7 separate regions of the Mus musculus genome follow, and all the other regions are linked to region 1. The links are chromatin contacts, called in public HiChIP or PLAC-seq and promoter capture Hi-C maps. All regions are on one chromosome and are shown on one strand. Each heading gives the region's core, a stretch centred on a gene start, on an enhancer-like site or on the middle of the called end of the contact. The rest is flanking DNA. Distances are from core to core; before and after follow the strand shown.

What was found. Promoter capture Hi-C pulls out the DNA fragments that hold promoters and counts their contacts. HiChIP or PLAC-seq counts read pairs in DNA pulled down with a chosen protein or histone mark.
Region 2: a contact with region 1 is called in a promoter capture Hi-C map of pre-B cells, with 4 times the contacts expected there. The contact joins the promoter of Dpm2 here to the promoter of Exosc2 in region 1. A contact is called at or near these places in 2 of 39 promoter capture datasets (liver and pre-B cells) and 2 of 115 datasets of contacts at active chromatin or transcription factors (large pre-B cells and memory CD8 T cells).
Region 3: a promoter capture Hi-C map of pre-B cells shows a contact between it and region 1, with 3 times the contacts expected there. The contact joins the promoter of Slc25a25 here to the promoter of Exosc2 in region 1. A contact is called at or near these places in 3 of 39 promoter capture datasets (liver, pre-B cells and stem cell-derived epiblast-like cells) and 1 of 115 datasets of contacts at active chromatin or transcription factors (pancreatic cancer cells).
Region 4: a contact with region 1 is called in a promoter capture Hi-C map of pre-B cells, with 3 times the contacts expected there. The contact joins the promoter of Dnm1 here to the promoter of Exosc2 in region 1. A contact is called at or near these places in 5 of 39 promoter capture datasets (the C10 cell line, HPC-7-derived erythroid cells, liver and 2 more), 5 of 115 datasets of contacts at active chromatin or transcription factors (embryonic stem cells, extraembryonic endoderm stem cells, memory CD8 T cells and 1 more) and 1 of 9 other capture datasets (embryonic stem cells).
Region 5: a promoter capture Hi-C map of pre-B cells shows a contact between it and region 1, with 4 times the contacts expected there. The contact joins the promoter of Uck1 here to the promoter of Exosc2 in region 1. A contact is called at or near these places in 5 of 39 promoter capture datasets (hippocampal neurons, liver, pre-B cells and 1 more) and 1 of 484 Hi-C or Micro-C datasets (erythroblasts).
Region 6: an H3K4me3 HiChIP or PLAC-seq map of the SCID.adh cell line shows a contact between it and region 1, with 9 read pairs. The contact joins the promoter of Pomt1 here to the promoter of Exosc2 in region 1. A contact is called at or near these places in 4 of 39 promoter capture datasets (embryonic stem cells, hippocampal neurons, neural stem cells and 1 more), 2 of 484 Hi-C or Micro-C datasets (CD8 T cells and erythroblasts), 5 of 115 datasets of contacts at active chromatin or transcription factors (the SCID.adh cell line, embryonic stem cells, large pre-B cells and 1 more) and 1 of 9 other capture datasets (adipose tissue).
Region 7: a promoter capture Hi-C map of pre-B cells shows a contact between it and region 1, with 2.9 times the contacts expected there. The contact joins the promoter of D330023K18Rik here to the promoter of Exosc2 in region 1. A contact is called at or near these places in 5 of 39 promoter capture datasets (cranial neural crest, hippocampal neurons, liver and 1 more), 1 of 115 datasets of contacts at active chromatin or transcription factors (memory CD8 T cells) and 1 of 9 other capture datasets (adipose tissue).

The regions. Positions count from the first base shown.
Region 1 is chr2:31,669,094-31,672,116 of GRCm38.p6, forward strand. Exosc2 (exosome component 2) reads left to right here and starts at 1,622. Exons shown (of 9, transcript NM_144886.3): 1 at 1,622-1,768. The coding sequence starts at 1,647.
Region 2 is chr2:32,569,337-32,572,359 of GRCm38.p6, forward strand. It overlaps Dpm2 (dolichol-phosphate (beta-D) mannosyltransferase 2), which reads left to right and starts at 1,522. Exons shown (of 4, transcript NM_010073.2): 1 at 1,522-1,576; 2 at 1,870-1,959; 3 at 2,961-3,023. The coding sequence starts at 1,574. It overlaps Fam102a (family with sequence similarity 102, member A), which reads left to right. Exons shown (of 11, transcript NM_153560.4): 11 at 1-414.
Region 3 is chr2:32,449,914-32,452,936 of GRCm38.p6, forward strand. It overlaps Slc25a25 (solute carrier family 25 (mitochondrial carrier, phosphate carrier), member 25), which reads right to left and starts at 1,557. Exons shown (of 10, transcript NM_001164357.1): 1 at 1,154-1,557. The coding sequence starts at 1,411. Naif1 (nuclear apoptosis inducing factor 1) reads left to right here and starts at 544. Exons shown (of 2, transcript NM_194335.2): 1 at 544-3,023. The coding sequence starts at 2,526.
Region 4 is chr2:32,351,690-32,354,712 of GRCm38.p6, forward strand. It overlaps Dnm1 (dynamin 1), which reads right to left and starts at 1,640. Exons shown (of 23, transcript NM_001301737.1): 1 at 1,360-1,640. The coding sequence starts at 1,520.
Region 5 is chr2:32,258,523-32,261,545 of GRCm38.p6, forward strand. It overlaps Uck1 (uridine-cytidine kinase 1), which reads right to left and starts at 1,583. Exons shown (of 7, transcript NM_011675.2): 1 at 1,387-1,583; 2 at 1,058-1,217; 3 at 49-145. The coding sequence starts at 1,512.
Region 6 is chr2:32,235,105-32,238,127 of GRCm38.p6, forward strand. It overlaps Pomt1 (protein-O-mannosyltransferase 1), which reads left to right and starts at 1,536. Exons shown (of 20, transcript NM_145145.2): 1 at 1,536-1,637; 2 at 2,256-2,407. The coding sequence starts at 1,602.
Region 7 is chr2:31,150,686-31,153,708 of GRCm38.p6, forward strand. It overlaps D330023K18Rik (RIKEN cDNA D330023K18 gene), which reads right to left and starts at 1,606. Exons shown (of 2, transcript NR_040334.1): 1 at 1,297-1,606; 2 at 364-565. Gpr107 (G protein-coupled receptor 107) reads left to right here and starts at 1,631. Exons shown (of 18, transcript NM_178760.4): 1 at 1,631-1,796. The coding sequence starts at 1,674.

The sequences.
Region 1 (3,023 bases), core at 372-2,871:
TAGCCTGGCTCTCCTGGAACTCACTCTGTAGACCAGCCTGGCCTCGAACTCAGAAATTCTCCTGCCTCTGCCTCCAAAGTGCTGGGATTAAAGGTGTGTGCCACTACTGTCTGGCATTACTTCAAGAGTTTTATAGAGACATATTTAAGAAAGAACAAGTGAGACACACGTAAAGACAGAATGAGCCAGACGGTTAGATAAGATTGCTAGAGTTAGTTTGAGGCCAAGCAGGAATTTAGAGGCTGAGAGAAAAGACAAATCTAATAAGTGAGCTGGGAAAAGAGTTTGAGACAGAACAACTGAGTTGAATCAGCCAGCCAGAGCTCAGAAAGAACTAGAAAGGGGGAGCTTATTCAGCAGCAATTCAGAGGCTGAAAACATTTTAGGCCTAGATAAGACTGTACAGAGTCTAGAAGCTTCCAGAACTAGACCTAGGTTAGCAAACAAAGACAGTAAACCTCCCAGTCAACAATTACAACAGGAAAATAAAAGTTACATTTATGCCTCCCTACAGACTTGCTTGTCACATGACTGTTTACAACAGTCATCTTTCAGCAGACACATGTCATCACTCAGAAGAGGTCCTTACTAAAGCACATTAGAGCCATAGGGCAGTAGGTGAGGACAGCACCTAAGGGGCTAGAAGACAAGGCCCACGAGGAGCAGTATTCAGAGGGTTCTAGCTTCTCCTCAGATGGTGTTTCCTGTAAATCCCGGTCCTAAATCTATAGTCTACAAAATATTAGATTATAGTGGTTTTGAGTTGGATGCCAAGGTTCATTTCTCAATCTCTAGACTTGCCAACAATAAATAAAATGATGAAATGGAACAGTTTGGGTAAAAACTCATACAGTTTGGTATGGCAGCTTACACCTGTAATCCCAGCTCCTGGGAGGTGGAGGAGGAGGAGTTCAAGGATACCCTGGGTTACACAGCTAGTTTGAGACCAACCTGGATGACATGAGGCACTGTCTTTAAAAAATCCTACACCTGGAATGGAGAGGTGGTTCAGAGGTTGAGAGTACTGGCCACATTTCCAGAGGACTTGGTTTCGTTTCCCAGCACCCACATAATGGCTCACAAACTTCTATAATTCCAGTTACAGGGACTCCAACATCCTCTTTTGTCCTCTTGGGCATCAAACACCACTACCACTACCACTACCACTACCACTACCACTACCACTACCACTACCACTACCACTACCACTACCACTACCACTACCACTACCACTACCACTACCACCACCACCAAACCCACAACCTACACAAACTCACGTAATCGCAGCATTTGGGAGGTGGAGGCATGAACATCTGGACCTCAGCAAGGTTATCCTCAACTATACAGAGTTTGAGGCTAGCCCTACACGGGGTCGTTCCTCTAAAACAAACACAAAACTGACATCCAAACACCAAACCAAACTAATGTCATATTCCCTTACGACATGAGAATTCATCATTCCGCAGGTGCTTTCTTGCCAATAGTAAACATGGCAGCTTGGTGCCCTCACTTCCACGAGTTAACTTAATATTGCCAATACTCAACATGGCTGCCACACTATCCATTCCCATTGGTCGCTTCTCTGAAGGAAGGCGGGAGTTGAGGAGCGGTGTAGAGCTGCGCCTGCGCAAGTCATTGGCGCCAAGATGGCGTTGGAGATGAGGCTCCCTAAAGCTCGCAAACCTCTCAGTGAGAGCTTGGGCCGCGACTCTAAGAAACACTTGGTGGTGCCGGGGGACACGATCACCACGGACACAGGCTTCATGCGGTACGTGAGGATTTGGGGGTCCCAAGGCCTCAGGAGGCGGCTGCAGAGCTCTCTGCACGTGGCCCGCTGTCCCGGAACCCAGGCCTCCTGTCCCGTTGTATCTAAGTCCCCGAGTTACCCGGGACACATCGGAGCATCCATACTAGTTCCCTCCTTTGCGAGCCTCACGCTTCTGACTCCCGGCATCTTGGCTGCACCTTTGTCAGTTCCTGATTCCCTCTTTTGATCTATGGCGTTCGGAACTTTTGGACCCTTATCCTGAAACTCAAGATTCTTGAGCCTTCCTAGGGAGGGAGAACTGGGGAGGGCTGGTTGCAGGGCCCTTCTTACAACCCTCTGAATGGACAGTGGGGTTGGTCATCTCTTTCAGTGTTACCTCAGCGACAAGCCTGACTTGGAAGCAGTAATTTTGGTGGAGCGGGGGTTGAGGCAACATATTGTACCCAACAATACAAATTTAGCACGGAAAGTCACAACATGTGGCAGTTAGGGCTGTCTATGGAGTCGGACATCTGACATTGTTATCCTTAGTTTAGCACCTTGCTAAGGCCGGTATCCTCACCTGGAAGACAGTGGTGACAACAGGAATTGGTAGGTTAGTGAGTATTAACTGAAAAGTGGGGCAGGAGAGCAAAATCCACCATTGTATTACCACCAAAGATAAATCTGCATTAGGTAGCCAGTCTTCCCGATGTCTGTCCGTCCCCCCCCCCCCGTCGTCCCCCCCCCTCACCCCCAACCCTCCAATCTCACTATGTAGCACTGACTGTCCTGGAACTTACTATGTAGACCGCTCTGATTTTGAACTCAAGAGATCCACCTGCTTCTGCCTCCCAAATTCTTTTTTTTTTTTTTTAAGATTTATTTATTTATTATATGTAAGTACACTGTAGCTGTCTTCAGACATACCAGAAGAGGGAGTCAGATCTCATTACGGATGGTTGTGAGCCACCATGTGGTTGCTGGGATTTGAACTCAGGACCTTTGGAAGAGCAGTCGGGTGCTCTTACCTGCTGAGCCATCTCACCAGCCCGCCTCCCAAATTCTTAACTCAAAGGTGTGGCCGTTTGTCCGTTGCACCTAGTTTGTTCTTTCTTCCTCTTTCTTTCTTTTTCTTTCTTCTTTTTTTTTGGTACAAATGAGATTATAGTGTTTATAGTGTTGCCTCTAAGCTTTAAGTTTAAGGTATTAGATGGCAGATATCTTAGGATTCATTCCTTCATAGTTGCAGCATGTGTTCAACATAGCCGGTGTG
Region 2 (3,023 bases), core at 272-2,771, 900 kb after region 1:
CAGTGATCCCCACGGGTGCCCAGAGCACCTGGACTTCAAATTCTATATACAAAGATAGAGGATATATTAGAGGTATTTTTGAAAAGGAATTGGTCTATGCAATGCCAGTTTGGGACCTGTAAGACAGTTTAATGTTTCTATTAGAGAGATATAAAAGATCTGCAATATTTTTAGGGTTCTTTTCTGGTTACCCTACAGCTGACCACGTGGTCTGGCAGGATGAGCAGGCCCATCTTCTTCTGTGGGGAGAATTTGCTTTTGTGTTATTCCTTTCTAACCAGGTTACCACTGCACCCCATTCCGTGGGCTGTTCATATCTGTCTCAGCTTATAATAGAAAATTATGTCATATGGGGAAATCAGCCTAGTGTCAATGTTTGGTTTGGGGGTGGAATTAAATGCCGATGTTTTTGTTACTGCTTTTTGTTGGTGTTTCTTTTCATTCTCATCACCGTGTTGACTTGGGGGCTGCTAACAGGAGTTAGCCATGTATGTGTAAGATGACATGCTGGGGAAAGTAGGTTAGTGTTCTCCAGTCTGACCCCAGTCATAATGCTCACCACAAACACACACATACATATTACATATATGTCCACACATGTTTGTATGAATATGAATGGGCACTTGACAAAGGTCGGAGAACACCTGTTACTCCTGAACCTCTTCTTGTTTGAGACGGTGTCTCACTCTGGTTTTGGGGAAAGAATAAAACGTTTTTATTTGGTATTTATAAGGTTTCCTTTAGCCATGAGGTTTAAGGAGACCTACTACTCCTCATGCCTCCAGAGTGTTGGGACTACAGAAATGCACCACCATGCCCAGCATCAATTCGGGGATCTTAAAGCCCCACTTTTGGTCCTAATCATCGAAGAAACTGGTTAAAAATACCTGTCAGGGCACAAAGAGGGAGCTGTTGCCTCTGGTTGCAGAAATGGATAACCTGCATGGTGTAGCATTTGGAGAAGAATGGATCTACAGCAGCTAGCCCCATATGCCATGAGAGTAGTGTTCTGGGTGAGAAACAGAAGAAAAGCATGAAAGATAATTTGGCCCAGCGCCCCTTGGTTCTAAGAGGGCCATTCTGAAACCTCTGGCAGTGGACAATGAAGGGAAGCCTAGAAAGTTCCCTAGGAAGCCAACCAGTGGAAATTCTCATAGGCCAGGCCAGTGGTGGTCATTCTATACAGACTCTTCCATTAACAGTTTCAAGGCCAGAATGTAGAGCCTTTGAATTCTGATGTCTGCTTCAACAACCAACTCATTATGATCTATCCCTTTCCGGGACTTCCAACTCTGGGGTACATCTCACTCTGGCTTGGGACTGTAGGATAATGTTTAAATGATTATTGTTTGGGAAGGGTCTGACAGGGATGTAGCCACAAAAACCTGAAAGTCTGAGCTCCCGGCCCTACAGTTCCCTGCAGAAACTACATTTCCCGACATGCACTGGAGGGCGGGGAAAAGTGCCCGCACGTCAGCTCAGACGAGTCTCCGCGTGTCACGTGATTTACAAGCCGGAAAGGCCTAAACCAGGAACCGGATGTATTTTGTTGCTCCGGCGGAACGCTGGAGAGATGGTGAGCCTGGGGTGGAGTACATGTGTGATTTGAGGGTACCAGGGGTCGGGGCTCTGAGTAAGAGTCTCCTTGGGAGATGGAGTTGGGCTCTCCAAACCCAGATCGCTCTCTCCACCGCTTGCAGACAGGTGACACGAGGCCTGACGTGGCTTTCTAAACCCGAGAGCCACTTCTAGTAAGCCCTCCGTGGTTCTAAATGAATGAGAGGTTTGGAGTGTAAACCGGCTGCTCCGACCCTCCGTTAGTGCTTGTACACGAGCCATCTCGCCTGCTGAGCCTTTATTTTTCTCCAGGCCACCGGGACAGACCAAGCAGTAGGATTTGGCCTTGTCGCCGTTAGCTTGATCATCTTCACCTACTACACCACTTGGGTGATTCTCTTGGTATGTGTGCCCCACCCCCACCCCGCTCACCTTCATTTTGCTCTGGATCTCTAAGCCAGTTTCCTAACGCGACTTAATCAGCGTCTGTGTGCCAGCGTCTGGATGTTTAGCTAGCTCTAATCTCACGAAATCTACACTATGGTGCTTGCAGATGGTGTCTACATTTTATAGATGAGGAGGCTAAGACTCGGGGAGAAGGCTGTTTCTCAGCCTCTGAACTGCCGCACAGTGAGGCTTTATTTTGTGTTTGTCCTCCTGGTTAGCCAGCAGGTTCCTGGGTGTAGCAGTCGCCGGTGGAGTTTATTAACATCTCAAGTCTCTCTCTCTCTCTCTCTCTCTCTCTCTCTCTCTCTGCCTCTCTCTTTAATGTGGGAAATTTTGTTAGTTATTGTTTTAAAGTACACTGTGCTTGGAAAGGGGCATCTTGCAGTACTTGGTATCCTTCAGAGAGGAAAGTTAGGTGGGCTGACCTTCGGTGATGAAGAGAACTGGCTGATTCTCCAGAGGACTGGGGTTCAAGTTCCAGCACCCACATGGCCAGCTACAACCATCTGTAACTCCAGCTCCAGGAGACCCAGCAAAAGTCCCTGGAACGGAACGCCATTGCTGCTTAAGTTGTGTTAGGAGTTAGATTGGAGATCCAGGGCTTGGATGAAAGTACACCTGGACTCACAGGCACAAATGCATGATCAAAAAATAAAGACCTCTTTAAAAGACCTAGAGTTCTCAGAAGGCAGAAGAAGGGGGGAGGGCAGCTTGGTGAGGTCAGCCAGGGCCTCAGAAATCAAAAAGGATGGTTTCCAGCACTCACAAGGCCCAGGCAGTATTCAACAATACAGAGACAATATGGTGGGTCTCTTGTTATGATACATATCCACGCTTGGGGATGCTATCAAGGTGGGCCCTCAGTATCCAGTGCTGCCAGGGGGAGGTGGGACGGCTTCCCTTTGGGGCTGAGTAAGGTGAGCAGTACTCACCAGAGCTCTTGCCCTTGGTGCCAGCCATTCATTGACAGCCAGCATGTCATCCACAAATACTTCCTGCCCCGCGCCTACGCCGTCCTC
Region 3 (3,023 bases), core at 307-2,806, 780 kb after region 1:
TGCCACAATAATGAAACACTTGGTAAAGGGAAGCCACAGTTAAAGTCAAACTGAAAAACCAACATGAAACAGAAAGGGAAGAAAAAGCCACTGCTCAGGGCTTCTTGTGCAGGAAGGATAGTAGTTCTGTTTCTTGCAGACCCAGAAATGGCCATTTCTCCACCCCTGTCTCCCAGTCTTGGCCCATCCCTTTCCAGCCAACAAATATCCTTAGATGTATCTAACTTTCATTTTTTGAAAAAAGTTCCAATTGAGCGATGGTGGCAAAGGCCTTTAATCCCGGCGCACTCAGGAGGCAGAGGCAGGTGGATCTCTGATTCCGAGGCCAGCCTGGTCTACAGAGGGCGTTCCAGGGCAGCCAGGACTACATTGAGAAACACTGTCTAGAAAAAAAAAATCCCCAAAACCAACCGAACAAACAAAAAAAGAATCTTTCTTCAGATTCTTTAACATATTCGCACTCCAATTCGACAAAGGGATCATGACCCAGTGTTCTGAAACAGCAGTGGGGGGCTGGGTCTAAGCCATGAGAAAGAACTGTTCAGTCTTCATCACCCACATCCACACTGATCTGCCTAGAACCCCAGTTCCCATTTTTTTCTTCCCCAACACCCACATGTCTCTGTGAGCAACCAGATTAGAGGCACCGGTGGCATGGAAACGAGAGTGGGGGGAGAAGAGCGAGCGAGCGAGAGACAGACAGACAGACAAGGGGTGCCAATGAGAATGGGTGGATAGGAACCTAGGTGTTGAGGGAGGATGGGCACCAACTTGGCCTTGAGGTCCGTAGGGCAATCTTGAGATCTATCTGTCCTTCTATCTAGAGGGAAGTAGAGGGGGCTTTCTGTCCATCAAAGAGACCCAAGGGTGCCCATCTGTAGCCACGACGAGCTTTTCTCACGGCCCCATCTCCCACCTGAGGAGCCCCACACTAACAAGGTGTGAATTTCCTTTCCATCTGTCAGTGGAGGGACACTATCCCCCCCAACACCAGGGGTTCCGCTCAGCTCTAGCAGCGTCCGTCGAAACCTGACAGGCTACAGAAAGCAGCCCGAGAAGTCCTGCGGTCCCGACCCGTCCCCTTGGCGTCGGTCTCTCTCCTCAAGACCTCCCGGATCCTCCCCGCCCGCGCGGACGGCGCACGCAGACTTACCCGGAGCTCGCCCTCCGTGCGGTGCAGTCCCAGGCGCCGCAGCCCCACCGCCAGGTCGTTGACACACAGGCCGCCGTCGCGGTTGACGTCGAGTGTCTGGAAGAGGCTCCACAGGCGTAGCTGGTGGTCCGGGCCGCCACAGACGGCGCCGCCGCACGGGTCCCCTACAGAAGCCGGCGACGAGGCGGACGACGAGGCGGTGGCGGCGGCGTCCGGCGGCGGGGAGGCCACGCAGCGGCACAACACACTGCTCACCATCGGGCGCGAGGCGGGGGCGCCGGACGCCGGGCTGAAGGCGGCAGGAGAGCGACCCGAGCGCGGAAGCACGCCGGCTTTCCTCAGACAGCGAGCGCGGGCTCCGAGAAGCCGGCCGACTGGAGGGAGGGGCCGCTTCCGGGAGCCCCGCCCCGCGGCGCGCAGAGGCGCTGACCGCGCCCTCTGGCGCACTGCCGACCAATCATAGGCCGGTATGTCGGCTCCGGGATCAATGAGGGGGCGGAGTCACCGTGCCAGCTCGAAGGCGATTCAAACTGAGGGAGCCGGGGATTGGCTGAAGCTGGGTAATAGGCAAGCAGAAAGCCTTGTGTCCAATTCCCATTCAGAAGCTCTATTTAGACTGCGGAATGATGAGGCTGAGAGGAGCGTTGTGTAAGGAGAGATCGTAGCTAACAGTGGAAATGAAATGTATATGAGGGTAACTGTGGACTGAAGTTAGAAAACACAGCACCATTGAATAAAATGAAAATTTAACGGGCTGACGACTCGAAACCGAGAACACGAATCAAAATCAGGAGGCTAAGCTTTAGGAGTCTTCTAAACTGCCAATAAAACAACTGAATTTTACAACGTAATAGTCGCGACACGAACTGAACGACAGTCTGCTTTTCCAATGGAAGTGAATAATGTCCGTGTGGGCGGACATCCTGAAGCGACAGACAAGACTTTAGACCAATGACCAGGCCAGTTCTAGCAAAGAGGTGTGTCCTCTAGGAGGAATGGCAGGCCTGGAGAGCCAGTGATCGGCCAGATATTTGAGCCACGCCAAACCTGGAGGGCGGGGCTTCTCAGGGATGTGCCGAGGGGCGGGAAGAAGGGAAGTGGGCGGATCTCCGCACACCCCAGCGGAAGAGGCAGATTCAGGAAGCCATTACGCAGCTGGCTGGCGGCGGTCGGGCCGGTCAGGGCTGGGCCCTACGCACTTTGCGTAGCGAGGGGGGTTACTTAAGGCCTGGTACTTGGCCTTGAACAAGCCCTGCCTGTCCCCCTAAAGGGGGTGGGAGTGAAAGAGAGGCGAGGCTGAGGAAGAAGAGAAGAGAAATTGGGGCTGTTAAGAGCATTATAATTTCTTTAAAAAGAGAGGAAAGGGGAGGCCATGGCTGTCCCAGCCAAGAAGAGGAAGATGAACTTTTCAGAGCGGGAAGTGGAGATCATCGTGGAGGAACTGGAACTGAAGAAGCACCTGCTGGTGAACCACTTCAATGCTGGGGTCCCTCTGGCTGCCAAGAGTGCAGCCTGGCATGGCATCCTGAGAAGGGTCAACGCTGTGGCCACCTGCCGTAGGGAGCTGCCCGAAGTCAAGAAGAAGTGGTCCGACCTCAAGACCGAGGTCCGTCGCAAGGTTGCCCAAGTCCGAGCTGCTGTAGAAGGTGGCGAAGCTCCAGGGCCCACAGAAGATGATGGAGCTGGTGGGCCTGGGACAGGCAGTGGCAGTGGTGGCAGTGGCACAGCCATAGCTCCTGTACTGCTGACCCCTATGCAACAGAGGATCTGCAACCTGTTGGGTGAGGCCACCATCATCAGCCTACCCAGTACCACAGAGATCCATCCCGTGGCCCTCGGATCCACGGCCACTACAGCCGCAGCCACCGTC
Region 4 (3,023 bases), core at 390-2,889, 680 kb after region 1:
GGTTCACAGTGGCTTCCCAGGACGTGTAAGTGGTGGCATCAACCCTCCAGTCTGTCCATACTACACTGAGGTTTGGTAAAGGCAAGTGACTTGCCCAAGGTTTTCCAGCAGCACCTGGCTTAGACCCAGCTGTCACCCCACAGAATGCTTGTTCCTCTCTGGAAGGAGGGGCCGCCGCCGCCTCCCTCTCCCTCACGCCTGTCATTTCCTTAGCCATGAAGGTCATTGCAAGAAAGCAAGACTTTCTAGAAAGATGAGAGCTTGCACCTAGCGGGTGAGGGGTCAAGGTTAGCACTGGTGCATCCTCTCTGGTCCTGGCAGTCCCCTTCCCAGAGTGCACCTGAGCTTAGAATGAGCTGCTCTTTCTAAGAACCAGAAATGCCACTTCTGTCTTCCCTAGCTCCAAAGGAGCCTAGGGAGGTGGTGCGGAGGGGGGTCACGACCCTGCTTGCCCCCTCTAAGTCCAAGACCCTTTGTCTCTAAGGCTCTCCTCCACTCTGCCACCTGGCCTTCCCAGAGCCTTGTGGGATCAGAGGCCAGAGGAGGATTAGGTTCTGCAATGGCTCACCACCCCCCTCCTCGCCATCCTGCCTCCTGGACTTAGTCATCTCTGCCCTCTGCCGCCTTTTCTCTCCATCACAACCCTTCTGCCAGGCCAGGGGAGGAGGACGCTGACAAGCAGCCCCTTCCCAAGGGGTGCAGCGAAGGCAGGCTGCTCCGTAGAGGCTCACAGGCCGCTTCTCCTCCCGCTGCCATCCCCCCCCTTCCTTTCCTCGCACCGCAGCCCGCGCCTCCCCCTCTGCCTCTCTGCGCACGGATGGCGGCGGGAGCCGCAGAGGTGTGTGTGTGTGTGTGTGTGTGTGTGTGTGTGTGTGTGTGTGTGTGTGTGTGCGCGCGCGCGCGCGCGCGCCTGTGCGTGTGCGGGGTGGGGGGGTTGTGCCTGGTCTCCGATGCCTATGGGGCTGTGTCCTTTTCTAGGGACTGGGGGAGGGGGCTGTCCCCTGTCACGACCAGGAATTCCCATGGGGTCAGAGCGGGTTCCAAGGAGCCCAGGAAGGGGATATTGCCCTCTGGGTGCTCTCAGCTCCCAGTGAGGCGCTGAGTAATGTGGGCCCCCTCGGTGAGGGTATTGGCGATCAAGGACAGCTCTCTGCCGAGGTCGCTCTACAGACGATGGGGTGAACGAGGGGGCGTGAGTGGGGGGACTCCACTGATATCCGCGGGCTGGCGGGGGCGCTGCGGACCCCAGGACTCAAGCGGGGGGCGGGGGCGCTCGGTCCGCTAGAGCAGCGCCCAGACCGTCGGATCCCGGGGTGGGGACCCGGGGCACCGTGATGCGGGTGTCCGCGCCGCTCCTACCTGCCCACGAAATTCTCCAGCACCGAGCTCTTGCCGGCGCTCTGGCCGCCTACCACGGCGATCTGCGGCAGGTCGAGGTCCGCGTTCTGGCCGATGGCGGAGAAGGCGTCCTGTAACCGGTTAACCAGCGGGATGAGGTCTTCCATGCCGCGGTTGCCCATGGTTGCGGCGGGCCCGGCGGGCTGCGATCCGGCCGCCGCTCCTGCTCTGGCTCTTGGCCCCCGGCTTCGCGGCTGCAGCCGAATATCCCGACTGCGTGCGCCGCGGGTCCCCCGCCCCTCGGGGATCCGAGCGGAGCGCTTCTCCAGGCCGCCGCTAGATGGCGCGCGGGGATTCGCGGACTGGTCACTATGCGCAGACGCAACGCGGGGCGCCATGGGTGTTGTCGTTTTCTTCTTCTGCGGCTTTCGGGAGACTTACCTGTGTTTCTGGGATACGGATGCTGCACCGAAGATAATACTTTTGGTGATGGCTAGGGGTGCTAACTCTAGAAATGGGCTAGTATGTGGTGGTCATGATTACTTCATTTCAGCAGTTATTCCCAGTGGAGAAACTGAGGCCTTAGAGGGAAGATCTGGCACCCACAGGCTGCTGCAGTCAGCTGACCAAAGTCAACCCTAGTCCACTTAGCCTTTCTAGTCTAGGTTCTGACACTAATCAAAAATCTGCAGCATATTCCTTCCTATCCTGGGGCCTCAGTGTTTCTGGTTCTAGGAGGAAGAAAGAAAAACCATTGATTCAACAAATTACCAGGAGCCCATGATAAGCTAGACCCCTTCCTAAGTTTACAGACACAAAACTCGGCAGAACAGCTAGGGACTTTACACTCAGAGATCTTACAGGTGGTGGGATAGACGGGACACAGAAGAGCGTTTGTACTAGAAGAAACAGAGAAAACCAACAGGGCTTGGAAAGTCACATTAGCCAGAAGGGGGCAAAGGTTTTCCAAAGAAATTACCTTTGAAAGGGAACCTAACTGATAAGAAGGGGCCCGACACCCTGATGGAGTGGACAGGAAGTGCAAAGGCCCCAATACCTAGGAAGTGCTGCCGAGGAGAGGCAAAAGTTCTTGTCTTGAACTCTAAGGCTCCAAGAGGATGAGCGCCAGGCCCAGAGTGGCAAATAGTGCTATTCAAACCAGGGGTTCTTGCAGCCATACTTGCCTGTCCTTTTCACACAGACAGATAGTTGGATCTAGGTTCGGCTACTCACTTTTGCATCAAGAAGGACCTAGTTAGGACTCCTGACAAAGAAGCCAAGAAAGAGAGGGTTATCGGGTCACTTCTATGTTCTGAGACTAGGGAAGTGCCCTAGGCATTAGAGACTATCCATTTTTTTCACCCACTGAATGTGTGGTTGCTGAGCAGGCTAGCTCCCGCTAGACCCCAGAGACAAGGCAGTGACAAGCCACCTACAAGTGGCTCAAAGTCAAGTGGAAAAGGGAGGGGTCATATGCCAATAAATATGACTCTTTCCGGGGGTGATGAGTGGAGAGCAGGGCTGGGGCAGGGCTTGTGTTGTTAACTCATACAGGATAATAATGCTGGAACAGAGACTAGAAGTGTGTGGACCATGAGCCCAGTGAGAAGGGATTTCCAGTTAGGGGAGAACCACCCAGACCTTACCTCTGGGTCATTTCTGGGTCATAGCTATCTAATCTGTAG
Region 5 (3,023 bases), core at 333-2,832, 590 kb after region 1:
CCACCACGGGACTGGGTGTGACAGCCCTCCCAGGAACCACCTGCTTACCTTGAGTGGGTCACAAAATCATAGGTAGGGACCTCGACAGTTTTGCCTTCAACAATGTTTTTCAGGGTCTTGTGCATCAGATCATTATCAAAAGCATCTACAAAAACAGGAGAAGCCCAAACTGCCCATTTGCTCTGGTGCAGCAGAGGAGGAGGACCACCTCTGCCCAAGGGCAGCGCAGCTGGGAGCCAGGGGTGCTGAGGACCCCACAGCACACCCCAGGATGAAGGGTAAGGTTGTCCCACCAGAAACTGGAACAAAGACTTTCTGATTGGCTGACACTGGGGGAAAGAGATCATTTGAGCCTCTGCTCCTCTGTATCTGGCAAAACAAAGTTAAGAGTCCTATTCTCTGACCTTCAGGAGTCCCTAGGAAAGCTTAAACCTTCAGGAACACAGGCCCCTACCAGGCCAGGAAGCTCCAAGGCCTGAGCCCCAGATTAACCTCTGTTTCTACAACTGGCCTCCCTGAAGACTGACTGCCCCGAGACAGCTTGGGGAATCCAAAGGTCAGGCAGGCGGTAGGTAGGGTGTACAAAGGGCTCCTCAGCAACAAGGTGCCAGGCAGAGATTTCAACACATCAAGAAGCGATCCTCAACATCTCCTGGCTCCTCCTTCCTAAGTGGCTCTAGCAAAAATCTTGAGTCACTCCAGGCTCATGGAATTCAGCAAACCCTACCTTTCTGTGGGCCCACTACCAAGGGAAATGAGGGTAATGTTTCACGGAGCCCCATTGCTGCTGCATTCAATCCCCGCCCCCCTTGGCAGTTGGTGTCCAGCAGTTCTCTCTGGACAGCCTCAGTCTGGCACTTTGCATCCTATGTACACATCCCTGGACAGCCTCGGTGGCAGTCTGCATCCAACAAACATCTCCTACAGCCCTGGTCCAGCAGTCTGCATCCATACACATCTCTGTATCTGTCTGGCAGTCTGCAATCTCTGTAGAGCCCATATCTCACAGCAGTTTATCCTCTACCCCCAGCTCTCCAGGCAGACATTCTCCAGGTACCTGGGTGGTCAAAATTGTACTGTCCCTTCAAAGCCTTGGCCTTCTGCTCGGCCGTCAGAACCTTGTAGAAGCAGTCCTGGCTCAGGATGACCAACTTGCGCTGCCGGCGGTCCACTTCGTTCTGTCCCAGCAGCTCCATGATCTTCTCACACACTGTTGACTGGGGACAGAAGGTGCCAAAAGTGAGCTTGTGCACTGAGTGACCCGCCAGCCCCTGGGGACGACCCCCTTAGCTGCTAGCAACAGGTGCCGCGGTTGGGCCAGAGGCAATGGCGCCCCAACCAGCGGCCTGGCAATCCCTCCGCGAGGCCCAGGCGCAGGGCGCTCACCTTGCCACTAGCGGTGCCGCCGCTCACGCCGATGAGGAACGGCCGCGGCTGGGGACGATCGGCCTCGGGCGCGGCGCTCTCCGAGCCGCCGCCTCCCGCCGAAGCCATATCCGGAGCGACGGACATACATTCACCGACTCTGCCCGCTCCCGCCTGGACGTAGTGACGGATGCTGTGCGCATCGCTTCCGGGGACATGAGCGCATGCGCGCATGAGGCGCGGCACTCAAGGCCGTGTCCCTGAAGAGCCTCAGTGACTCCAGAATGACCCCTTTACCTGGAGGCGGGGCCTGGATGGGGCTCCACCTCCCGACGAGACGCACACTCAAGTGCTGGACTAGACCAAGGTCTCCAGCCCACTGACCCCTATTTCCCTAGCACAGCCGAGATCCTGTCACCCACAGGGTTAGGACCGTCCCTGCCTTATGCTTAACCCCATCAGTGCCTCCTGCCACGTGAGAACGTGTCATCCTGAGACACTTAGGAAGACCTCCCTCTCCCTGGCGCATTATTTAAGTATCTATGAATCTGTTAAAATCTCTTGATTTTTAGACAGATTCTTACCGCATAGCCCTTGCTGTCTGGTACTCTGAAGCCCAGGCTGGCCCCAAACATTCTCCTGCCTCAGCCTTCTGAGGGTGGGAGTAACAAGCATGTACCACCATGCCTGGCTTTTTAAAAAAAGGAAATATTTATAATAATTTTATTTATATGTGCTTGTGTGTGTGTTATGGGTCTGTGCACATGACTGAAGTGCCTGGGGAGTGTCAGATCCCCATAAGGCTGTAGTTACAGGCAGTTGTGAGCTGCCCATTTTAAATGCTGGGAACTGAACTCTGGTCCTATGCAAGAGCAGTACACTTTTTTTTTTTTCCACTTTACTTTATATGTATGGCTGTTTTACGTGCCCGTGTTTTTGTACCACATGCTTGGAGTTCCCACAGCGACCAGAAGAGGGAGTCGGTTCCCTCTGGTAGTGAACTTTCTAACAGTTAAAAGCTACCAGTAGGTACTGGGAATTGAAACTAGGCTTCTGGAAGAGCAGTCACTCCAACTCTCACTCCAACTCCAACAACCTGGCTTTTAAATTCTGTTGTTGTTGTTGTTGTTGTTTTGCTTTCTTTATGACAAATGTCTCATTGCGTAGCCCAAGCTGGCCTAGAACTTGCAAAGGAGATACGAATGGCTCTGAACTCACAGTGAGAGACCTCCTGCTTCTGCCTCCTGAGTACTAAGAATAAAGGCGTGCGCCATCATGCCTGGTCTTCAATTCTTCCTGTGAGCATTGATTGCTCCTGACGTTCATTTGCTATGAATACTTAGGGGGTTGAGAAATGGGGTGGAGCACTTACCTGGACGCTGCTGGACTCTCCAGTCTTGCTGCCTGCCTCGAGCAGAGGTGCTGCCAGTCCACCAGCCCAACTGCTTTTATGTCAGCACAGACTTGAAGCACTTGGTTGAGGCCTTAAGACAACCATGGAGTGGCCAGAGCTCCTGAAAGACCCAGCCTCATCCAGGCCTGTTTTAATTTGTACCAGACTTTTCTATCATAAGTCTCTAGATGGCCTGGGCCAGAGTGGGAGCCTGGAAGGAAAGACTGAGAGAAAAGGATTGCTCGTTTTGAAGGAACAGCTTCAG
Region 6 (3,023 bases), core at 286-2,785, 570 kb after region 1:
AAGTGGAGGACTGCACTGTACTTCTGTGGAAGAAAAAATTAGATCTGGGGCAGGAAAGGTCAGGGGGATTCATATAGATAGGTTCAGGCTCAGTCATCACTGAGGCCTGGAACCTAGGTACAGGGCTGTCGGGACATTTTATTTATCAAATGTCATTTGTTAACACTAGTGAAGGGTGGTGTGGATTCAGAAGTCACTGGTGAGCATACAGTTGTAGGCCAGCCAGCATTACAAAAAAAAAAACAAAGTGCCAAAGGCAGTGCATGAGAAATCCCAGTCCCCCAGGCATAAGCCTCTTGCTACAGAACAGGCAAGGGTCTGGGTAGTAGCATCCACTAGCTTTTAAAGCCACATACATACCTCAGGTTTCCAGCAAGCAACACAATTTCCTCCTGAAGCTGAGTGCCCACGAGCTGTCCTGAAGCACCAGCATGACTTACATGATCAGACTAAACTTGGAACCCAAAGAGCTCGCTCTCCAATCTTCTGGCGCCCTTTCTTTGCAGGAACTTGGGTAGACTATGCTTAAACGATGAACAAACAATTCCGTGCACTCTTGACTAATGTATTTTATATGTATCTGTGGTAACTTGACTGCCTGGTGCCAGATTCTCTGGAATTGCGGTTCCAGATGATTCTGAGCTGTCATGTGGATGCTGGAAATGGAATCAAGGACCTCTTTTTTTGTTTTTGTTTGTTTTGTTTTCGAGACAGGGTTTCTCTGTATATCTGTAGACCAGGCTGGCCTCGAACTCAGAAATCCGCCTGCTCTACAGCGTGAGTTCCAGGACAGCCAGGGCTATACAGAGAAACCCTGTCTCGAAAAAAAAAAAGAAGAAGAAGAAGAAGAAAATCCCTAAGGACCTCTTTAAGAGCATCCAGTGCTCCTAACCACTGAGCGATCGCCCAGCCCCATTGCTACAATCTTAAACCGGATGTCACCCAATGCTAAGCTAACTTGTAAAAACTGAATTTTGGCAAAACATCTGGAGTCGGTTCGGGCTTGGCTTGCCATCTGAGCGTGATTGTAATACCCACCCACCTAAAAAGGCATGATTGTAATACCTGCGCTGGGGAAGCAAAGGCAGTAGTTCAAAGCCATCATCCTCTACATAGCGAGCCTGAGACCTTGGGGAGGAGGAGGGACAGACAGCTTGTAGGCATTCCAGTGTGGGAAGAGTTGAGAAAAAGCGATCCACCACTCACACAGCTCCAGGAGGTACAACGCACCCGAGGCTTCAAAGCTCTTACTCCTGCCCGTAAGCTAACGCGCTGCTTAACGAAACCGCTAAAGTAGACGCGAGGCCCGAAACGGAGAGCTCCGAGCACGTGAACAGCTTGTGGAAACACACTGTGCTTTATTAAAAAGGGGAAAGGGAGCCCTAAGGATAGGACAGTCAGTATGCCCAACTTTGATGGCCGGTGAGCACGCCGCGCATGCGCGCCACTACCTCGCGCTCCGGCTGCGCACGCGCGTCTCAGAGTCTGTCGGCCGCGTAGACACAACTAGTTGAGCGTCGATCCGTGGCCGCTGCAGAGTAATCGAGCGGCCTCGCCCCCAACGGTCGATCCTGCCTGGCGGTTCGCAGGCCTGGCTCCACATGGGGAGCCACTCTACGGGACTCGAAGAAACGCTCGTAGGTTTTGGAGTGCCAGATTTGAGAGCCCTCCTGGGGTCTGGGATCCGGCTTAGGGGCGGCGCGCTAGGGACGGTGGATGTTCGGATCCTGGCTGAGCAAGTCGTTTCCAGGGCGGCCTCTTGTAAAAGCCAGAGTGGGAAGAACTGTAGAGAAAGAACGGGCTCGGGGCACAAGCAACTCTAGGAGGAGAGGAATGCCTCCAGAAGAGGGAAAAGTCCATCCAGGTCACTGGGCTATGACAGTGCCCAGAGCTCCTCAGGGTCTTAGTTTTCAACCACATTGGGAAGGGACAGGAGAGGCCACTTCATTCATTAGCAGCCTTGTTCCTAGCAAGTGCCCAGCAGGTGTTTTTGGAATGACTTGTAGAAATGAGTATCCAGTTCTGAGATTCCTGAATTCACCCCTCAGATGTTTTTATGTATACCCTGTGCTTGAACACAACTGTAATTCTCCAACAGGTATGTTCTGGAAGAGTCCTTCTGGTTCTATTAACCCAACCCGCTATGCTGTAAATTCATCGTGACGCCAGGCGGCTTTAGGACCCTGTGGCCTCGTTTGTGCCTTCCCGGGCTGCTGTCCGTTTACTTTAATGGTAGTTCTTTCCCTCTTTTCCAGGGAGTCCTCCCGAGCTGGCTTTTCTGCAAAATGTTAAGATTTTTGAAACGGCCTCTAGTGGTGACTGTTGACATCAATTTGAACTTGGTAGCTCTGACTGGCCTGGGACTACTTACCCGACTATGGCAACTCTCCTACCCTCGGGCTGTGGTGTAAGTAGAGATCGGGGAGGAGAGTCAATGATCCAAGAGTCATTGTAATTAGTGACAGGAATCACCTTGCCGTACAGTGCAAAAGAGAGACATTCTGGGTTTCTTGGATCTCTTGGTGATGGATGTTTTAGCAGTGTATTGCTCAGGGTTCTCTAGAGTAACAACTTAAGAAGAACACTATGTTTGCATGTGTGTATATGTAAATAAATATAATATAGTATACATATATACATATGATTTATTGGAATGACGACTTACTGGCTGCAGTCCAGCTAATCCAACAATCGCTGACTGTGAATGGAAAAGTCCAGGACTCCAGTAGTTTTCTGCTCAGTCCACATGGCTGGGTGTCTCAGCTGGTCTTCAGTATACTCTGGCTTCCCAAAGAAGTGGGCTCTAGTGCCAAGGAAGGAATGGTCTTGCTAGCAAGGCGAGGGCAAGCAGGCTCAGAGGAAAACTTCCTACTTCTGTGTCTTTAAATAGATTTTCAGCAGGTGTGGTGCAAATTAAAGGTGTGTCTTCCCACCTCAAAATCTGGATTAAACTAGTGTTCCTTCCTGCCTTAAAGGTCCAGACGAGAAGTGGATCCATCCATTTTAAGCAAAAGATCTCTCAT
Region 7 (3,023 bases), core at 356-2,855, 520 kb before region 1:
TTTGGGTTTTCAATTCGAAGTTTCTCTGAGTAGTTCTGGTTGGCCTTGAACTCAGATATCCACTCGCCTGCCTCTGCTTTCTGAGTGCTTGGATTAAAGATGTGTACCACCACCTCCTGGCTCCAAGTGAATTTGTTGAAGTTCACAGTTTGTGGCATTAAAGTATATCATATTGGGCTGAAGAGATGGCTCAGCAGCTAAGAGTTCCTGTTCTTCCAGAAGACTGGAGTTTGGGTTCCCAGCAAGCACAATGGATGGCTGACAACCAAGGTAACTTCAGTTGCAGGGATCTGATGCCCCCTTCTGGTCTCTATGGGTACACCTCATGGCATTTATAAACACACAAACAACATAAAAACAAACTTAATTTCCTATCTATATGTATTTATATATACAGATCTATCATGTTGGGTTAGAGACACTGCTCAGTGGTTAAGAGCACTTACTGCTCTTATAGATAGATACCTGAGTTAACTTTCTAGTACTCATGATGTCAGGCAACACACAACTGCCAGCAATTCCAGCTCCCGAGGATCTGACACCATCTTCTGGTCCTCTCAGGTACCTATACATGGCACACACATACATAAAAAACTTAGAAAAGCAACCAACCAGACCTTCAAAATACATCCTGTTACTAGTTCCAGTTAAAAAGCTATAGGAATCTGATTCTGTCATAGGTGTTCACACACCTACATAGTGGTAGCTGCCTGGTAGTAGAGTTCCCTGTGTTTTTATTGTGTCCTATTTTGCTTAAATAATTACATGCACATACACAAAAGCATATGTTACTTGTGTGTCCAGCTAAAAACAAGAATCTAAGAACTAAACCAACTTGGTTATCAGCTATTTTAATACGAGTGTTTCCTGTAAGCCCTGGTACCAGGGACCTACAACCAAGTCCTTCCATTAAGTGTTAAGGACTAGAAGCTAAGTTTCCAAAGAGACTAAAATAGAAAACATTAAGGCTCAGACTCCAGCGGTGGCATGAAATCACACAAGACAAAATGACGTATCAGTTAAAAATCTGCATGTGATCCCCAGCTCAGACTGGCCAAAATGACCATTTCTTAGAGTTTAGGTAGAACAGAGGAACAGCCTGACACCTACCTCTTATATAATTAGATTGTCCCAAAGATTAAATGCCACTTAAAAAAAAAAAGCCTAGTGGATGGCTTCCTATGGACTCAATAAATCCTATTACTGCAACTATTTCAAGCTGAAGTTTGTGTAAAGGGCCTAGGATGATAATAAGTCAAGGAATCTAAGACAGGCCAGCAATTTCTAAGTTATTACCACCGAAGGCAGTCCAATCATCCGCCAGGGTCAGTGGCGGACATTGCGGGTTCCAGACTTTGGTCCAGGCCCCTCAATCCCCAAGCCCGGCAAGGCAGAAAGGAGGCCCGGCTTGAACTTGCCCCGCCATGGTTGTCATGGCAAACGCTTCAGGGTCCTCACAGGGGCTTTGCCGGAAGTCCGTCCTGGGAGGCCAATTGAAGAGTGCCGAGGTGGTCCGCTCAGGTCCCTGCGTGACCAGAGTTGCGTTTTGCAGTAAAACGATCTCAAGGACCTCGGAGGCGGCAGCCGCGCCCCCTTCCAGAGCACCTCCGGGACGACGCACTTTGACCCGGAAGTGGGTGGGAGAGGAAGCAGCTGGTGATGCTGGAACAAACATGGCCGTCCCGGTACCCCTCGGCCGCTTCGGCTCCTTCTGCCTGCGGCTGCTACGACTGCTGGCGTTGCTGGAGCTGCTGGTCCACCCCGTCTTGGGCCGCGTCCATCACCTGGCGCTCAAAGTAAGGCCTGGCAGGCTGGGGGCAGGATCAGGGAGTGGCGACGGGGGGGTGGGGGGAGCGCGACCGCTGTCCCGGGCTGAGCCAACTTCAGCCCAGCGGGATCTCCTAAGTTCGGCCCCTGAGCCAGGGGGTTTGCGCCGCCCCGTAGGGATGGACTACGCCGTGCGGCCTCCTCGGGTAGTCTGGTCCCTGCAGGTTTGAGGTCCTGAGGAAGGGGCCCAGATGCGGCCTAAATACCCAAAGACCTGGGAGGCCACTCCTGCGATTCCTGCTGGCTTCCCTGGATTCCACGTTGGTGGCAACCTTCCCTAATTCACCCTTTCATAACTTAAATTCCAAGTTCTCTTGTCCGCGATCTCCGCCCTTCTGTGCTCCTTGATCTGGCGCTTTGAAGTTGTGCGGAATCTTAGCCTGTTTCCTTGCTTGGTTTAGGGTGCTCGGTTGACTGACCAAAGCCAGAATCCCCAAGAGGAATTCAAATCTCTCTTGAAATACATGCCTTGGTTTCAAGAAGAAAAAATAAGAAAGAACAAGCCTGAGGATTTAAACTCAGCATCCAAAGTGTTTCTAAGTAGTGGGCCTTTTTCATTCCCGCTCTATGGCCATTGCCTAAGGAAGATGTTTATGACAGGCCTGAAGTGACCACCAAGAACCGCTATGGTAGCTAACTCACAGTAGAAAGTTCTCTAAGGCTTACACAGGATTGGCAGCCGGTTAATATACCTGGAGAACAGAAAGTGACATCATTATGACTCAAAGCCTTGTACATTTTCCTAATAGTCAGTGTACCAAGAAGTTGCGGATCTGGACACAGCTGTCTGTAAAAACACTTTCCATTAGGTGTGAAGGATAAAGGCTTGTGAATGTAGCGTTTAAAGGGTCCAGACAGACTGTAGATTTGAAACCTGGCCAAATCCATACAGGCACACTTGGGCTGTCTGCTTTTGATTGTTAAAATGATCTTGAAGCTGGGCGGTAGTGGCGCATGCCTTTAATCCCAGCACTTGGGAGGCAGAGGCTGGCGGATTTCTGAGTTCGAGGCCAGCCTGGTCTACAAAGTGAGTTCTAGGACAGTCGGGGCTATACAGAGAAACCCTGTCTTGAAAAACAAACAAACAAATGATCTTGAGTAAAGTGACTCTTACCTACAGCAAGACAGATCAATCTTGGCTCCTTATAAAATCCACTGAAAGCTGTAGGCACTCTCCCCAGAGAAATGCTTTTTGA